Linked DNA regions of Mus musculus: all the other regions are linked to region 2. Evidence: chromatin contacts called from public HiCAR-type and HiChIP or PLAC-seq data. All regions are on one chromosome and are shown on one strand. Each heading gives the region's core, a stretch centred on a gene start, on an enhancer-like site or on the middle of the called end of the contact. The rest is flanking DNA. Distances are from core to core; before and after follow the strand shown.

What was found. HiCAR-type assays count read pairs that join an accessible place to other places. HiChIP or PLAC-seq counts read pairs in DNA pulled down with a chosen protein or histone mark.
Region 1: a contact with region 2 is called in a HiCAR-type map of astrocytes, with 3 times the contacts expected there. The contact joins the enhancer-like site here to the promoter of Kdsr in region 2. A contact is called at or near these places in 7 of 39 promoter capture datasets (3T3-L1-derived adipocytes, cranial neural crest, frontonasal cranial neural crest and 4 more), 1 of 15 datasets of contacts at CTCF or cohesin (the NIH/3T3 cell line), 2 of 484 Hi-C or Micro-C datasets (bone marrow-derived macrophages and nephron progenitors), 22 of 115 datasets of contacts at active chromatin or transcription factors (the 230-238 cell line, the NIH/3T3 cell line, acute myeloid leukemia and 18 more) and 2 of 9 other capture datasets (adipose tissue and liver).
Region 3: a contact with region 2 is called in an H3K27ac HiChIP or PLAC-seq map of extraembryonic endoderm stem cells, with 3 times the contacts expected there. The contact joins the enhancer-like site here to the promoter of Kdsr in region 2. A contact is called at or near these places in 4 of 39 promoter capture datasets (the 3T3-L1 cell line, cranial neural crest, frontonasal cranial neural crest and 1 more), 1 of 484 Hi-C or Micro-C datasets (bone marrow-derived macrophages) and 6 of 115 datasets of contacts at active chromatin or transcription factors (bone marrow-derived macrophages, double positive thymocytes, embryonic basal ganglia and 2 more).

The regions. Positions count from the first base shown.
Region 1 is chr1:106,399,614-106,402,563 of GRCm38.p6, reverse strand. No RefSeq gene overlaps it. Among named protein-coding and RNA genes, the nearest start is that of Gm41928, 120 kb to the left of the region's middle. Within about 2 kb of position 1,538, at least 106 of the 459 cell types and tissues checked have an H3K27ac peak or open chromatin away from gene starts, as enhancers often do. A contact at or near this core is called in the NIH/3T3 cell line, astrocytes, bone marrow-derived macrophages and 2 more, where this site is marked.
Region 2 is chr1:106,758,384-106,761,083 of GRCm38.p6, reverse strand. It overlaps Kdsr (3-ketodihydrosphingosine reductase), which reads left to right and starts at 1,342. Exons shown (of 10, transcript NM_027534.2): 1 at 1,342-1,540. The coding sequence starts at 1,433.
Region 3 is chr1:106,448,401-106,451,279 of GRCm38.p6, reverse strand. No RefSeq gene overlaps it. Among named protein-coding and RNA genes, the nearest start is that of Gm41928, 74 kb to the left of the region's middle. Within about 2 kb of position 1,334, at least 21 of the 459 cell types and tissues checked have an H3K27ac peak or open chromatin away from gene starts, as enhancers often do. A contact at or near this core is called in extraembryonic endoderm stem cells, where this site is marked.

The DNA of each region.
Region 1 (2,950 bases), core at 289-2,788, 360 kb after region 2:
ACCAGCTGCCATGACTTTGCTGCTATGACGGCCCAGACTCTCTGTAATCATAAGCTGAATAAACCTCTCTCTTAACTGCTTCTGCCAAATATTTTGTCCCAGGAACAGGAAAAGCAACTGATGAGTGAACCCAGAAGATGGCCCGACCCATAGAAGCTGAGATAGGCAAGTAAGTTATGCCAGAGCCTCAGAGGAGTGGGGATGCTGACATTGCTTTGGGCTTCTAGACTCCAGGACTGTGTCAGAAACCACACACTTGTATTTCTTTGTTTCAGTACCTCTTGGAGACCAAGAAGAGATCTGCCCACAGTCCTTCTATAGCTCTTACCTCAGAGAGTCTGCTGGAAATAAGCCCCACATACTGCCAAACCTGTTGATGGGCTGTCTCAAAATGGAATGCATCATATACTTCAGGTTGCTTGATAAAAATAGATACATGCTTGCATATAATAATGCTGGATAGGTTCATGAGCATCAGTATACATGTGAGTTTGCTCTCAGCATTTTCAGGAAGGGGGATCATCGTATGACCAGACAGAAGCCACTGTCTTCCACCTACGTGTATGCATCCAGCTTAAGATAGGGTTTCCTTTAGCAGCTTAACTCTGTTCTCATGTTGGAAGTGGATTTTGTGCTGGAATCAATTGTTAAAAGGACAGGTAAGGTTTCACCTTTTAGAACCAATGGCTTCCCAGAAGCTGTGTGCTTGGCCTTTTTACCGAGGTTCTGGTGATCACCGTCAGCTTCTTGTGTGTGGAAGGCAAGGAGAGGCTGGCGGAGTCATTGCTGTTCCATCAGAGTTTAGGATCTTGTGTCTGTCACTGAGCTTTAAGGCAGGACAGAAGGAGGGAGAGAAGGAGGGAGGGAGGGAGGGAGAGATGGCAGAGGGAGGGAGGGGGAGGGAGGAAGAAGAAAATTAATTTTCTAAGCCCGTGGTAAAATATCTGGAATCTTGACTTCAGGTAATAATTTTCCAATGACTTTCCCAATTTATTTCCTCAGCACTGCCTTGAAGATGTATCCAGGCAGAAGAGTTGGTGACTCAACGTTAGCTCACCACAGTCATAAAAATGACTGATTCTCATGAGCACAGACACTGGATAGCCCTCCTATCCGTGCACAGAAGATGTTGCGATGAGGACCATAGCCTCCTGCCTGACTCCCCTCCAAACCCCTGGGGATAAAAGCCATGAGTATCCTGGAAGCTTAGCTCAAGTCCGCAGACATGCTGCTCTGTGAAAGGACAGGTACTTTTGCAAGCCTATTGTGTGAGCAGCTGCATGTCTATAGAAACTAATACGGTGATTCATTGTTCTGCTGTAAGCTTCAATATTTGACATAAATTTTGTCAAGGCAACCTTTCCCCCTCTGCTTCCGCTTCTAATATTTAATTGTAACACATTGTGGTTGCAACAAGCTGAAACCATTGAGATTAAAAAATGAGTTGTAAAAAAAAAATGGAGAAACACATTCTTTGTGGTGAATACTAATCTTGCAAAGCATTTTATTTCCGGGGAGGCTGCCAAGAGCAAGTGTGGAAGAGTCGGTATTGAAATGACTCATGGCATCTGCAGCCTCGGGAGGTCAGAGGAGCAGACAAGGAGAATAGTCAAGGGCTTGCCTTGGAGGTGGAAGAACACTCCATCGAGCAGACAGAGCAAAGCTATGTCTGGAAGGGAGGATTCCCAACCTCCACACACTGGGTCAGGGCACCTTCCCTTTTCTGGATTAGCTTCCGGCCCCGTGGAACATTCTCCTCTCTTAAGTCAATCAACTCTGCAAGACTGGATTGCTTACTCTTGGTTCACTGAATTCTGGTGGGCTGTCTTAGAAATGACCCCTCTGCCGAGCCTGTGGGATCTTCTCAACCAGGCCTGTGTGGTCACTCACCTTCTGAGGGTACTGGGGACTGTAGGATGGAGCCTGCCTGGAGGAGCAGGAGGTGGATGGACTACAGCAAGCCCAGCTCAAATGGAGCAGAACAGAGCACAAGGCCCCAAGATGCTGAGGAGCTGCAGGGATGCTGAAGAACTTGGTTCTCCAAGCAAACAGCAGCTCAGCCATCCTGTGCCCACCAGCCGGTCTGTGGACTGAGCACATTCCCTAAGAGTACAGAATAGGGAGAGTCATTGAACCCTTACCTGGGATTCCAGCCATCTGTCCTAGCCATTTGTTTGCAATTCTTCCCTAATTTTATGTGGCTTGGAGTACATAGACTGGGGACAGTTGACTAAAGGAAGCTGTATCTGTGTGACTATTGGGGACACCACCATCCATGCTGGGTGAAGACTGCAGTGTAGCTGTTTTGGGTCACCCAAGCTCCTATATACAATCCCTCACCCATGTTCTGTAGGTAAGGCCAATAAACTCCCTAGTTGAACTTTGGTAGAATTACATATATCTTTGTCATTAGAACTTTATGGGGATGTAGATGTTCGTTATGTCTCCATTGAGCAAGAATTCACACAGCTGAGGCAGGGGGTGGGGGGCGCAAGGTAGGTCCAGGAAAAAAGAGAAAGGAGGGAAGTCAACTTAGGTGTCTCCTTTCAGCTTCCTTAGAGAAGCCCAGACCATGTCTGAGCAAGGGCTGGAGGCCCAGAGAGGTTTAGAACTTGTGCAGAATGGGAAAAGACATCTAGGTCAGGTTTAAAAGTGGCCAAGCAGCCCTCAGACACACCGAGGACCTGCTCCAAGCACCTCAAGTGGAGGTACAGATGCTGGGGAACACACATATCTGCAGGATGAGCCTCTGGAGCCCTTGGGGTGCATAGGACCATGGGTAAAGCAACAAGGAGCCCCTGTCAGTGGGGCCAAGGAGGTTGCAGGGGTGCAGTGTTACTGTCACCGTAGGGATTTCCCCAGTAACACAAACTTTCACTCTGGCCAAGGAAGAACATGGCCTACCTTAGTGGACAGCTTGAGGGACATTGAGGCTGAGGACATTTTGGGG
Region 2 (2,700 bases), core at 93-2,592:
AAAGTACATAGATTTGGGATTTAATACCTTACTGTGACACAATAGCACAGGTTGTTCTTTGTTACGATTATAATACAATATGGATAGCCAGCTATATTGAGAAATAGAGTTTAAAATCTCTGGCTACCCAGTGAACCCTCCAAGTGTTGGAGGTTTGTTTTGCTCAAATGAGCTTTGGCCAAAGGCTAGATGTTAGCTTTATATCATCCTAATCCAGAAAGTAAGTTCTTTCTTTGCTTTGGGGAGGTTTAATAGGAATGGCTTTGTTTAAAGGAGGCTGGCCATACATGACCTTACCAAAAATGTATTCAGTGAGTGTGATGGTGAACGCCAAGACATACTAGTAGAGGTCAGAGGACAACCTACCTTGTGGGGCCAGAGGGATCTAGCACAGGACTTAAAGCTTTCTAGCAAAAGACCTTCCTTCCTTTTGGATCCAGTAGCTTTTTTTTTCTTTTGTTATTGTTTTGATCAAAAAGTGATGAGTGAAAAAATAATCTAGCCTACACTAGGATATTATCAACAATAAAAAGAAATTAAATACTGATAGGTACAGTATGGAAGAATCTTAGTATGCTAAGTCAAAGAAGCTAGGCACTGCAGAGGGCATATTATTAGAACTCCACTTGTATGAATAGACAAGTCCAGAGAGCTTTGTGATTGCCTATAACTGCACCATTTAAGAGAAAATGAGCTGGGCGTTGTGGTGCACGCGTTTAATCCCAGCACTCGGGAGGCAGAGGCAGGTGGATTTCTGAGTTCGTGGCCAGCCTGGTCTACAAAGTGAGTTCCAGGACAGCCAGGGCTATACAGAGAGAGAGAGAGAGAAACTGAACTGTGACTGTTAATGACTATAGGGTTGCTGTGTAGGGCGACAAAAGACTGTGGCGATAGTTTAGACACTAAACTAAAACTATTTTAAGTCGGTGGACCAGATGTTGGAATTAAATCTCTACAACGGTGGCTCCCCGCGCCTCCGCGTTTGCATCTGCTTTGGTTACAGGATGTATGTACAGTTTTCAGCGAAATTCAATTATCAGAAATCCAAGTCAACGCTCAAAGCGAAAGGGAGCGGTGACCATTTTCTGAGTGAGCCATAAATACACGAACTGGAATCTGTGATTTCAAAGAAGAATACCAGGACTTAGGCACAGAACAAAATCCGTGGATCCAAAAGCCACCGTTTGCAAGCCTCCCACGACGTTGGCGGGCGGGCCAACGGGGAGGCCAAGTACCCGGAGCCTACGCACGCACAGCCTGCGCAGCCGCAGCCTGAAGCTGAAGGGGGCGCGGGCCCAGGAGCTAGTCCGACAGCGGAGACCGCCCCGCCCAGGCTCCTCCTCTTCCCTTCGCCGCCGTCCCGCCCTCGCTCGCAAACCCAAACACTCCCGGCTGCTGGTGCATGTGATCTCCCAGTAGTCGCTCGGCAGAGATGTTGCTGTTGGCCGCTGCCGGCCTCGTGGCCTTCGTGCTGCTCCTCTACATGGTGTCGCCGCTCATCAGTCCCAAGCCCCTCGCGCTGCCCGGCGCGCACGTAGTGGTGAGTGGCCTCCTGTTGCTGAGCTTGCCCAGGACTGCTTGGCCGGCTTGGGCCAACGAGACCACGGTCCCGGAAAGGAACGGTTGAGTGGGGCGGGTTACCTACTGCCTTAGCCCCGGCATTGCCCTGCCCTGTCGGACCTCAGGAACCCGCCCTCCAAGGCGCCGGGCTACAGGGCAGTGTCGTGGAGAAGGCGCCAGCCTAGTTTCCAGGACTCAGGGGCTCTGCTGCTCGCTGATCCCCGGAGCATCCCTGTCTGCCACTGTTTGGATCTTCAGTTTCCCCAATGAGTCAACAGAGAGACTGAGAAACTTTGCCAAGGACACGGCAGTCGGTGACTAGCAGGATAAGGGCGCAAACCCGGATGGGAGTAGCCACAGCCAGGGAATCCTAAGGAGCCCACAGCAAGGAGGGGGTCTGGGCCTCTGGGGCTGGCCCAGGCAGCTGAGACTGTAGGGTGTCGTGTGCAAGTGACAAAGAGCCCCCAGAGGCTTCTAGGAAGTGATACACCTGAGGGGTGGCCTGGCAGGTTTGGCCAGCAGGCTTGTCTCTGAACTCAGCCAGGGTCTGCTGAGTACTGCTCAAGTGCAGTCCTTTCTGGCGTCAGAAGGAAGAGCTAACCAGCTTGATTAGAAGCTTAAGATGGAAGGAGATATGAGTGGTTTGGTTTGTTAAAGTCCGGAAGCTCGCACGTTCCTATGTGCAGGCTTGGCTATGCCTCCACCCCGCCCCCACAGCTCAGAGCCTCAACTCTGGCATTTCTCCTCGGTGTCCTATATAGACCCAAAACCCGAGGCACAGTGAGGCGAGGAGTTGCGAATAAGGACAGCTAGTATCCAAACCGGCAGCACGAATCTCCTTGGTGCCCTTAGGTGACTTACATGAGTGCATCCAAGTAAGTCCCCACTGCGTTGTTACAGGATAGAGTGGTTATCTTAGTATGATTTATCCCAAACAAGAATTTCTGGATGACAACATGTGTTTCCATTAATTTGTCTTTTGTAAAATTACTGATTTATTCCCAGCTGCTGCTATGCATGATGTGGAAAGAGTTATTAGAAAAAGCCAAAGTTTACAATCATGCCAAGTTGCTAAAGTTTTACATCCACAAAATCGTGACTAAAGCAGTTGAACTTGCCGGCTGAGGAAATGGCTCAGTT
Region 3 (2,879 bases), core at 85-2,584, 310 kb after region 2:
TCTGGAGGGACTTAAGGAATCCAAAGGCATCCTTCCATGTCCTAAAGACAACAGCCATATTCTGCATGTGCCTCAGAGTGGCCCCTCAGTCCTGCTCAGTCAACTTTCTGCAAATGTTCACTGAGCTCTGTCCTCTACTGATGCCATCCTCTAAGTTTGCTTTTTACTGTCATCTTATCACATAGGTGAGCAAGCAGAGGAAATAGGCAGCCATGTGGAATACATGGCTCATGGCTTTCCTCCTGCTCCCTCAATCAGGAAGAAGGGTCCCAGCCATTCCTTCCCATTTGAAGAGGACATTTTCAGGAGACTCTGGTTTCTATCACTGGGGCAGCTGGGGGCTGGGAGCAGCAGTTGTTGTGTGACAGTGCTGCTGGAGGGGGAGGCAGATCCTCCCAGATGTGTCTGCTATTCTTTTTTCATTCTCTCTTTGCTCACCTATATCTCCAGTTTGTCTTGCACTTTCTTCTTACACTGGCATTTCCTCCACTGCTGCAAACTTTCTAGAAGTTTCTAAATGTTTCAGTTCTGCTGGCTGGGTACACAGACTAGAGATGGGGATTTTCTTGTTTTGTTTTGTTTTTCCTTCTGAGCCAGATCGAGTCTCCAAATAGAGAACTTCCAAATATGATCACCACTCTTTTCTTGCTACAGGGGAGTTGGGCATTTCCAGTTCCATTAGCAGGATAGCCTGGGCACAGGCTTATATTTCTGGAAGACAATAGTTTTAAACCCTCACTAGGTGAGAAGACTACCTGGTCTCTGACCTCCAGACAACTAGGCTTCCTAGGCCACTGTTTTGTCTCTGGTCTGGTCACCAGAAGCTTCAGCCCCACCCACCAGGAGATTTTGTTTTTATAGTGTTTCTGCTCTGTGGAGATTCATTTAAATCTATTTTTATCTTGGATTTCATGGAAAATAATTTGCCAACTTTCCCATGTATAACTAGCCCTCCATCACCAATATCTCTGCTAAGATTTCACGATGAAGAAGGAAGGTTCCAGAAAACCGGACGTTGGAGGCTGGACAGACTGTTCCACAGTTTAAAGGACTTGTTTTTGTAGAGGATCTGGGTTCCATTCTCAGCACCCAGCTGTGATGGAGTGGTCTGGGCTCTGTTGGAGAAACTGCAGAACCCCAGAAACTCAGCATGTTAGTTACACAGAGTTGAACAAGGAAGCAGGGTTATTGCAAACAGCTGAACAAAGTTGATTACATACAGATAAGGTGTTACATACAGATAAGCAAGGAGGCAGGATTTATCGAGTACTGCTGGATCAAGGGAGCAGGTTTAGCTGATCTTGGTAGGAACATTCCTTGTAGGGGCGTAGTCTTCAGAGTTCCTGGGGTGGCTGGGAAAAGACAATGGTGGACATTGTCTACACACACCCTCACCCCAGAGCTGGCTCATGTTGACAACATACCTTCTCTCAGGTCTTGATTCAGTCAGGGCAAATATTTTCCAACCTGTTCATCTTTCTGCATAAGCATTTTCTCCTTTAGCTTAGGACTTAAAGATTTATGATGACAATTCTTACTGCTGTTAGACATTTTAAATGAAAGAAAATTATCATTCTGTGCACTCAAGCAAATGACTTAATCAATTTCTCCTTGACTTACACAGAGGAAGTTCATGCTCTAGAAAGCTTTATGTAAGACTTTTATTTCCCGAATATCAAACTGACTTCTTATTCAACTGCTAATAATGTTGCAATAATTAAGATATGCCTCTGAAGCATTGTGTGAAGACAAATAGAAATTCCGCTTATGTAATTAGAAAAGGAAATGTGTTCAAGTGGCTATTGCCAATGGATGCAAAAGGTGACTGCATCACCCTACTTCCTTATTGGCATGGACCATGTCGATATGTGAGCTTTCAATCGGCACATCTCCTATAACATAGAATTGCTTCATCTAAACAAAACAAGCAAAGAGGAGGAGGAGGGAAGAGGAAGAGAAAAAGGAAGAAGAGAAAGAAGAAGAAGAAAAGGAAGAAGAGGAAAAAGAGGAGGAGGAAGAAGAGAGGAGGAGGAGGAGAAAGGGAAGAGGAAGAGGAAAAGAAAGAAGAGGAAGAAAAGAAAGAAGAGGAGGAGGAAGAGGAGAGGAGGAGGAGAAAAGAGAATGGGGCTTGATTGCAGGTGATATCCTAAGTGTGTCCTGTAGTAGATTTAGAGGGTGATAGGAGGTTTTTCTATTATTTTCTTTCTGTTCTTTGATGGTTATTTAGGGTTTGACTTTGGTGAATCTCAGCTTTACCATCTGTGGGTGATATAGGAAGAAATTAGGAAATTTGGAATGAGTAGTCAGCGGGTAGCCTAACCCATGAAAAAGCAGGCAGGTATCTTCTGTATCACTGCGGACCATGTTGTCAATGCAGATTCCCAGATCCCTCCAGATCACTAGACTGTGCCTTTTAATGAACTCTATTAAACTGTTCCAGAGCCATTTGAGATCGGAGCTGTGTCAGACAGACAGAAGAGAGTGTATTCCCCAAGGTCACAGGCTTGCAACAGAACCAGCTGTGGCTTACAGCGGCCTTCTCCCACTTCATGCTTACAGCATTCATAATTATAATTTACCCACCACTAAGTTCCTACTTCATGTTGATGGATCAATGTTGTGAGGTGTTTATTTTGGTTTCTTTTCTAAGAATGTTTGCCTTTGTTGATTTTCTTTTGTGTGTATTTTTCTACTTCATGAATGTCTGCTTTTACTACTATTTTTTCTTTCTCTGATTTTATTCTCCTATTTGTCCTAATTCTTTGGTAGACTTGAAAGCATGTTAAGCTCCTCTATGCTAATAAAAATACACGAGGTTACAAACTGTTCCCTAAGAACAATTATAGCTACATCTGATAAATTCTGACATATAATTTTGA